Regions from separate parts of the Gossypium hirsutum genome. Here regions 1 and 3 are each linked to region 2. Evidence: chromatin contacts called from public Hi-C data. All regions are on one chromosome and are shown on one strand. Each heading gives the region's core, a stretch centred on a gene start, on an enhancer-like site or on the middle of the called end of the contact. The rest is flanking DNA. Distances are from core to core; before and after follow the strand shown. Region 1 holds the start of LOC107955712 (importin-4). Region 2 has its middle 25 kb from the start of LOC107957210. Region 3 has its middle 27 kb from the start of LOC121230039.

Region 1 (2,734 bases), core at 65-2,564, 200 kb before region 2:
TTTTCTTTATTTTCCATTCTTTTCTACTTGTTACCTAAAATTTTTGAAGGTTGGAGAAGAAAGTGGTGGTGTCACAAGGGCACTATTAGAGATTCCGAGAGGAGGAAGAGACGAAGGAATGGTGCTTCGAAAGAACGGAATGAGACTAGACGAATTATTTGCAGCAGCCCTAGTGGGAATGGGGAAGGAAATGGAGGAAGGACTGACTTGACATGAAGGAATTGTACTTGGAAATGCAGAAGATAAAGGACTAGGATTTTGGGAAGAATATGGGGTAATTTTAGCTAAATTGATTGCTATATCAATCGGAGGTGGCTTACATCCCTAAACAACAAATCCAATGAAAAACCAAAACTAATCAACACATTAATGCTCAAGAGGATTATACAGGAAAAACAAAAGCTGATCAAGAAAATTTGTTCACAGTCCAATTAATAAAGTTTCAGTTCCAACAGTTATTGTCTTTAAGTGGGAACTATTGTTTTCATGTATGACTTTCTGTTGATTTTTCCAATATTCCAAGCGATCAAACAGAAGCCAAACCAAACAGAAATAAAGCAAATCAAGTAAAAAAAACCCAGAAAGCATAACCAAACTAATTAAAATTGGTATGGGAACCAGATCCAACTAAATTACAACTAAAACAAAATGAGTAGAGAAGGAAAAGAGTTGCATTTTGTTTGAACAAATCTACCCTTTTGTGAGTAGTGAAAAGAAGAAGAGAAGGGTAAATTAGGTACCTTTCGATAAGTGGTGCCATCATTTTCAACAACCCAACCAGCCTCAACACAAAGAGCTTTGAGGACCTCATTGTTATCACAGTGCTTGGGTAGATTATAATTTCATTGAGCTCTCAGCCCAGTATATATCTTAGCAGCGATAGCTCTTCTACTCCTCTCCCTTCTCATGTTGTTTTCTCTCTCCCTCTATGACGGCTTCCTCCTTTGTGCTGGTGCCGGCATTGACCTATCAGCTTATTGGTGTCCACTTTCTCTAGAAGTAGAAGTGAATAAAAAATAAAGAAAAAATAATATAAAAGAAGAAAAATTAAATTACTTAAAACGAAAAATATAAGGATCAATTATATATTTTAACCTAATATTTTCATTTGAGATAATGATTTAACAAAAATTAATAATTCAATGACTAAAATGTTACAATACGATAATATAAGTGATTAAAACGTAACATTTCAAATATAAATGACTAAATTATAACCTGAGTCAAACAAAAATGACTATTTTAACAATTTACCCAAAAAATTTAAATACATTATATTCAATGTATTTAAATACGTAATAGAAAATCTGAATGACATTCCCTCGTTTTAAAGACCCAAAAACAGCTCAGCCCATCAAAGGATATAAACTTAGAAGGGAAGCAAAAACACTTCACCATATTCAGCAGGAGCCTCCGCAGTAGGGTTTACTACCATTTCCCTCTCTACCATCTCCAATTCCTCCAACTCAAACTCAAGCGAGACAACGATGGCACAATCCCTAGAACTGTTGTTGATTCAATTCTTAATGCCAGACAACGATGCAAGGAGGCAAGCGGAGGATCAAATTAAGCGGCTGGCGAAGGATCCGCAAGTCGTTCCGGCTCTCGTTCAGCACCTTCGCACTGCCAAGACTCCCAACGTCCGTCAACTCGCCGCAGTTCTCCTAAGGAAGAAGATCACTGGACACTGGGCTAAGCTCGCTCCTCAGGTTAAGCAACTTGTCAAGCAGTCCCTCATTGAAAGCATCACAATGGAACATAGGTTTATTATTGGAATTTACTTTTTTATTAGTTCTTTATTGCTTTTGATCTCCAATTGGAATTGAATTCGATTTTCGGTGGCTTGATTTTTGACAGTCCACCAGTGAGGCGAGCCAGCGCGAACGTAGTGAGTATAGTTGCGAAATACGCTGTTCCGGCTGGAGAATGGCCTGATCTGCTGCCGTTTCTGTTTCAGTGTAGTCAAAGTCCACAGGAAGATCATAGAGAAGTAATATTTTGATTTATGTTTTCGGGAAAGTTGACTCTGTTGCATTGCTAAAAAATTCACTATTAAGTAGGATCAAGAAATCCATGAATTTTGGAAGTAATCAAGAAAGTCTTATATTTATGTGTTCAATTATGCAATTTATGCCAAAATTGATATCTGAAGCGCTTCTTTACCAAATGCAATCTAGCCAAGAAATAGTAGTTAGTACAAGCTTATAGTAAATGATGTTATTTGCTCATCATACTTATCAGTAGAAAAAGAGTTAAAATGCATATTTTATGCACAATAATAGAAATATCAATTTGCTGCATTTCATAAAAGTGTAACAAAGTAGTTAGCATGAAGGGTTCTTTGACTGGTATAATGCATGTTATCTTAAGTTTAAGTTTAAATTGAATGACAGATTTTTTGGTGCTCTGATAGGCCAAGAAAACTTCTTGTGACATGAAGCCATTTGTAGGATCTTCATCTAGTTTATCATGACATATTAACTTCCCTTAATGGACATCTGTGCTTGCATGCTGTTGTAGTCAATCATGTCTTCCTATTTGTGTCATTTTGGCCTGAAACTGGACCTTGCAAGGTATCAGCTTTCTTTAGATAGCAGCTCTCATTTCTCGTGTCCAGTTCATGCCATTTCCATTTTATGGACTAACAAATGTATCTGTCTGCTTCTGGTGATATAAGGTGGCTTTGATACTTTTCAGCTCTTTGACTGAAACAATTGGGAGCACCTTTAGACCT
Region 2 (2,700 bases), core at 75-2,574:
TTACCATTAACATAGCAATAGTTGTCAAAAAACTCACATGAGGCATTTCAGAAGCTGATCAGCTCTGTGCTTCTCATTAGCTCCTTCACACATCAATACTAGCTCCTTGAACTTTGAAAGAACACTCTCATATATTATGCCCTTCTTCCCAGATATAGCAGCACTGAAGTTCGCGTGTATTGGGTACTGAAGTTCAGACATTGCCTAGCAAGAGGTACAAACCTTGTTAAAAGAAAGCTCTACATACAATTTAAGATATAATAAGGTATAAAATAGAACATCAATAATGCTAACAATAGAAGACATAAAAAGTTAGCATCATAAAGTAGAACAAAAACCGATGTTTATTAAGAAGAGAGAAAATTTATACATGTAAATGAAAATCTTTTTGCTTTTCCTACTACGATGGAAAGATAGTTGGCTACTGAGAAAATGGCATATCTTCTATGATCTTTTCAACTTTTCTAGTAAGGTTTGCAGAGGGTGAAGAGATATAATTTGCCATCTGACTTTTCTGCAACAAGCCAACTCATTTCATTGTAATTAATTTAACAATAAATATTCCTCACTGTCATTCCTCATCTTTAAGTTAATGTGTAGGCAACGTATGAACCAGAGCAAACAAGAGATTTGTGAACTGTACTCCATAAATTTAAAAAAAAATGTCATCAGAAGTTGTGTACATACAATTAACCTTCAAAAAAACATAATTTTCAATTTAAATATCCATGCGTAGAACCTGTTTTAGACCATCAAGGTTTCATGGGGTAATGCCAAAGATAGGAGGATTGAGGAAGAGATTTCATTTATCCATATCGATCAACTCAGTGGAAAGAACATAGCTTTAATGAAAATTTTACCTAGGCAATCACAAAATCATAATTTCCCTTGAATCGATGCCGCAGTTCAACCTCTGGTTTATTCAAAAGTTCCTCTGTACAACCATTGCTAATTCCTGATACAATAGCTATCAAAGTTGTATCAAAGTTGATAAAATCATCGTCATGGGAAAAATCCTCCATCTTAGTAAATTCCACCTTTTTCATTTGTGAAAGAAGAGCAGAAAAAGAATTGCTAGAGCCTAAGTTAGGATTCACGTTCTCTCCTGCTTTTATTAATATACTTTTATTAATAAATATAATTAACTAGACATTTCATGCAATAAAAATTAGTATATAGAAAAAAAATGCTTAATAAGCAGCGGCAATGATTCCAAAGGGTTCAAAACCATAATAAAAATGGTATCAAATGGACTTCACTGTTGGGCTAAAAAACGACCCCGGATGGGCTTTTGAAATTGGGCTACAACTAAACCATAAAATGGGCTAAATTTGACCTTAGATTATATTGATATTGGGACTGACTTTAGATATTGTATTTGGACTCTCCAATTGGACCGAAAACTGGCTTTTAAATGGACTTATTTTAGACTATTTAGCTAAACATAAAACCCTTAATGGACTCTCTAATTGGGGTTCTTTAACCAAATTTTCATTTCAAAAAGTCTAATTTATTTTAAATTAATTTCTAGTTATTTCTTTTCTTTCCAAAAGCATTTAAAGCCTAAATATCTTTATATTGAGTTTTCATTAAAATTTAAGACTAATAAAAATTGAAATTGTTGGAGTGTTTTTGAGTATATGTCCTTTTCAAAAATGTTAAATTGTGTGTTTATATGATATAATTACTATTTATGAACATGACGTCATAGGTAGGTCCCCATGCATGTCAACACATACCCTACTCTAGGTTTAAGATGTGTTTTCTTGATAGCGGTTTGCCTATATGGTGGTACAAACCCACATCGTGCGGTCTCATAGAGTATGTGAACACCCGACATGCGGACGCAAAGTACAAACCACGAAGAGTATGGGTCAGGACCCAATTGAGGAACCAGGTAGTAGGTCGGCACTAGCAAGTATCATAACAATTTGTCCCCCACCTAGTTCAAAGAAGAGTTACAAAGTGACTCTTCGGAGAACTTGACTTCACTTGGCGAGAGATTGTTGAAGAATGAGTTTATCGAGTACGTTTTTACTTTAAATGTCACATACACTTCACCACGTGTTGGGGAGTGGTAAAGTTGTATACAACTGATTGTGCAATTATTCTCGGATACATGAATCGTTAAAGTGCAAAACTATTTTAAAAGAAGGTTACCTGAACCTAAAAATCTAACCATTTGAACTTGAAATTTTAAGAAGGATTGCTTTCGATAAGAATAATCGCGTTTCAGAGTAAAATTCTTGAAATTTCCCACTTGCTTTTGTAGGTTTTCTAAGTTTATTCGGGAACAATGGTTAGGGCGAGAGGAAGTGGTCGTATTATTCAAGGTGTCTCTTCACAATGCCGTGAAGTAAATGCTCCAGTGGAGGCAAAAGCTTATGTTTGTACCACCAAAGAGGAAGAAATGAGCTGTGTTTTGGTTGCCCGGGGAATTCAAATACCCAATTTTGCCTACGATTTCTCAATCATTGAAGGGTCAAACCGATTAAGTGACACCATCGACAGGAGTTTTCTACTTTCATTCCACATGTTAGAAACAGGTTTTCATCTACCACTCCACCCCTTCTTCGTACATCTTCTCGATGAATACAGGATAGCCCCAGGACAATTATCTAGTTTTTCATGGTGGGTCACAATAGCCTATTTAATTGAATGTAGTCAGAGGGAGGAAATGCCATTGATCTTCATTTTCTA
Region 3 (2,700 bases), core at 2-2,501, 200 kb after region 2:
GATGGACAACATGTCTCAAGACATTTAGATGAATTTTGATAAATTGAGTTTGGATACGAGTCCTGATTCCATTTTTGACCCTAAGAAACCCTTTGACGTGTTAAACAAAGTCGAATAACATCTAAAATGTATATATATGAATATGAATGAAGATTATTTTGGAATATATGATAATTACATGGTAAACATTTTGAAATTGCATCGAGTTAATCAAAGTTTCTTTGGCAACGAAATGTGACCTCTCACACTAGGATCTAGTGATCGGGTTGAGTGTGGGATGTCACAAATTATCAATAATAACTTAAAAGTAATCTTGTAAAAATATATCTCCAATAGCTTTAGGTTCTTCTTGTGATAAGAATAGAATCCATCCTTTTTTAAACTTCTTCATTTCTCTTCAAGAAATTTATCCACAGGATAATATTATACTCCATCGTATCTATTCCCTTTTACAAACGACATTACCTACATTTTTTGGATAATTAACTTAATAGTACACTTTATGAAATAATTACATAAATTATATAAGTAAAAAGTGCCAACAAAAATATAAACACTTATTCTTGTTCTAACTACTGTTCAAATAGGCAGTGGATCAATTATATGAAACAGACAATCAAAATTACTAACAAAATCCATCTTTTGGATAGAGAATCAAACCCCTTGTGTTGTCTAGGCCTTCATGCTAAAATTTAGGTTTCATGAACTTGGGATTTAAACAAGTTAGTTTATTGAGTAATTTTTAAAATATGACATTGAGTGAGTTGATGTTTGAATTGTAGTATATGTGCAAATATTTCATTTATTCCAAAACTATAATTAAGAAATCGCAATAAAGAAAATATATAGCTGCAAATATTCCTTTGGTCTCGGATATTCAAACAAGTAAAACGTGCATGGAATTTTAGAGAATGGAGGTTCTCTAACCTTAATGCTTGTTAATGTCGGAAAAGAACATGTCGGAGTCCATGAATTATTGTAAACTTAGACAGAACGAGTAGCTAAGTTGTCATCAATGGATTTTGATGGAAACCAAACAGGAACTTTTCTTGTAGCCTATCCACAACTTGTGGTATATTGTGGGGGACTTAAAGTCTTAATCAAGTTGAGTTTCCAAGAAAATATCCTTTCATGGAGTTTTTTAAACTTTCTTACAAGTTGCAACTTTTAATGTCCACACCATTTGCATATTTCTTAATCAAGTTGAATACGGCCTTCCGTATTACATATGACATACAATGATAAATGGGGTTAGACCCAAATTTATAGTAGACAAGGAGCATCAAGTAAACTAGGTCGAGTCCAATGCACCCCTAATCATCCATCAACGGACCCGTGGGCTAGCCGGGCAGTTTTCCTTTCTTAATTATTTGGGCTTAGCTCCTCCTCCTTCCCCCCGGAATGAAGATCTTAACTTTTCTTTTTGAGAAAAATTAAAGAAACGATAGAAAGAAGAAAGAGATGTTGGGAGGTAGGTGTCCACAAATAACTTAGGTTGATATTAGGTCTTTAGTTGTTATTTAATTTCCGTTTTAAAACTTACACAATTTTATCCCTTTTCTCTTATAAAAAGTAATATTGGGATCTGTCTCTGCACTAGGATGGATCGTAATTGAATTCTTTTTCTTTATTAAAAGCCTAAAATGGGGTCTAACACTTATTTATATAAAGATTAAAAATTTCAAAATGATTATATAAGAGATTAGCATTTATAAAAATGTTAAAATAAATGTTAAAATTTCTAAAATGGTCAAATAATGGTCAAACTTTTTTTAAAATACTCAAATGACCAAACTTTTTTTGAAAATGCTTAAATAAGAGTTTCTCAAATTTCATATATCAAGTTTTAAATTTTGTGTTATTCTTCTTTTCTTTTCAAGCAATAACTTATTCAATTGTCATATGTTTTATGCTAAACACATCAACATCCACCTAATTTTAACGACAAACTATACTAAAATGAATGAGAAACCTTTATTCAAACACTTTTGTAAGTTTAAGCCATAACCATGTTAAAAAGTTTAATTCTTATATGAACAATCCTTAAAATGTTAGGCTATAATATATATATATATATTTACCTAAGCTTAAATCAAAATCAAGTCTTCACAAATTTAAAAATATTTTGTCTAAAACCTAATTTGTATGAACTATAAAATTAAATAACCCGACTCTTAAATTGGTATAGCCGGAACCAAAGCAATAGCCAATATGAGTTTAGTCATCACTTCCCACCGTATTCACTTAAACATAAAATCAAACTTCACGCATATATGTCCATGGAAAATATATATAGATGAATAAATAGATTGATAAGGAAAGGAAATAGAATAAGAAGGCAGTTGATTCATAAACTCAATCTGATGAATTTTCTTGTTTTATATATTTATGTATCAAAAAGAATGAAAGAATTGTTGCTAAAGCAGCACTGATGGCTAGAAAGTGATTAAATCGGGAATTTCATAATGATCAAAGGGTATAAGATTTAGATCTTTACCTGCGGTTTCTTCAGCAACGGTGTTGATGCTTTTAATTCCATTGACGTTTAAATTGTCATAAAAAACCACCCACTTGTCTGTTATTATTGTCTCCAATCCTGATACCTTCGTCTTATCTATTTGTCCAACAATGGCATCAATAAAGTTTTCTTTTGTCAAATCTTTTGCCATTTATCGTTTTCCACGAAACCAATGTCTCTGC

What was found. A called contact is a pair of places that touch in the nucleus more often than the background predicts.
Region 1: a contact with region 2 is called in a Hi-C map of leaf, with 2.6 times the contacts expected there. The contact joins the promoter of LOC107955712 here to the enhancer-like site in region 2. A contact is called at or near these places in 11 of 34 Hi-C or Micro-C datasets (callus, hypocotyl, leaf and 2 more).
Region 3: a contact with region 2 is called in a Hi-C map of leaf, with 3 times the contacts expected there. The contact joins two enhancer-like sites. A contact is called at or near these places in 2 of 34 Hi-C or Micro-C datasets (both in leaf).

What each region holds. Positions count from the first base shown.
Region 1 is chrA05:47,794,148-47,796,881 of Gossypium_hirsutum_v2.1, reverse strand. It overlaps LOC107955712 (importin-4), which reads left to right and starts at 1,314. Exons shown (of 21, transcript XM_016891511.2): 1 at 1,314-1,762; 2 at 1,858-1,990; 3 at 2,678-2,734. The coding sequence starts at 1,488. LOC121229171 (a long non-coding RNA gene) reads right to left here and starts at 1,033. Exons shown (of 2, transcript XR_005926817.1): 1 at 741-1,033.
Region 2 is chrA05:47,595,430-47,598,129 of Gossypium_hirsutum_v2.1, reverse strand. It overlaps the pseudogene LOC107960515. Among protein-coding and RNA genes, the nearest start is that of LOC107957210, 25 kb to the right of the region's middle. Within about 2 kb of position 1,324, at least 2 of the 9 cell types and tissues checked have an H3K27ac peak or open chromatin away from gene starts, as enhancers often do. A contact at or near this core is called in leaf, where this site is marked.
Region 3 is chrA05:47,391,677-47,394,376 of Gossypium_hirsutum_v2.1, reverse strand. No RefSeq gene overlaps it. Among protein-coding and RNA genes, the nearest start is that of LOC121230039, 27 kb to the right of the region's middle. Within about 2 kb of position 1,251, at least 1 of the 9 cell types and tissues checked has an H3K27ac peak or open chromatin away from gene starts, as enhancers often do. A contact at or near this core is called in leaf, where this site is marked.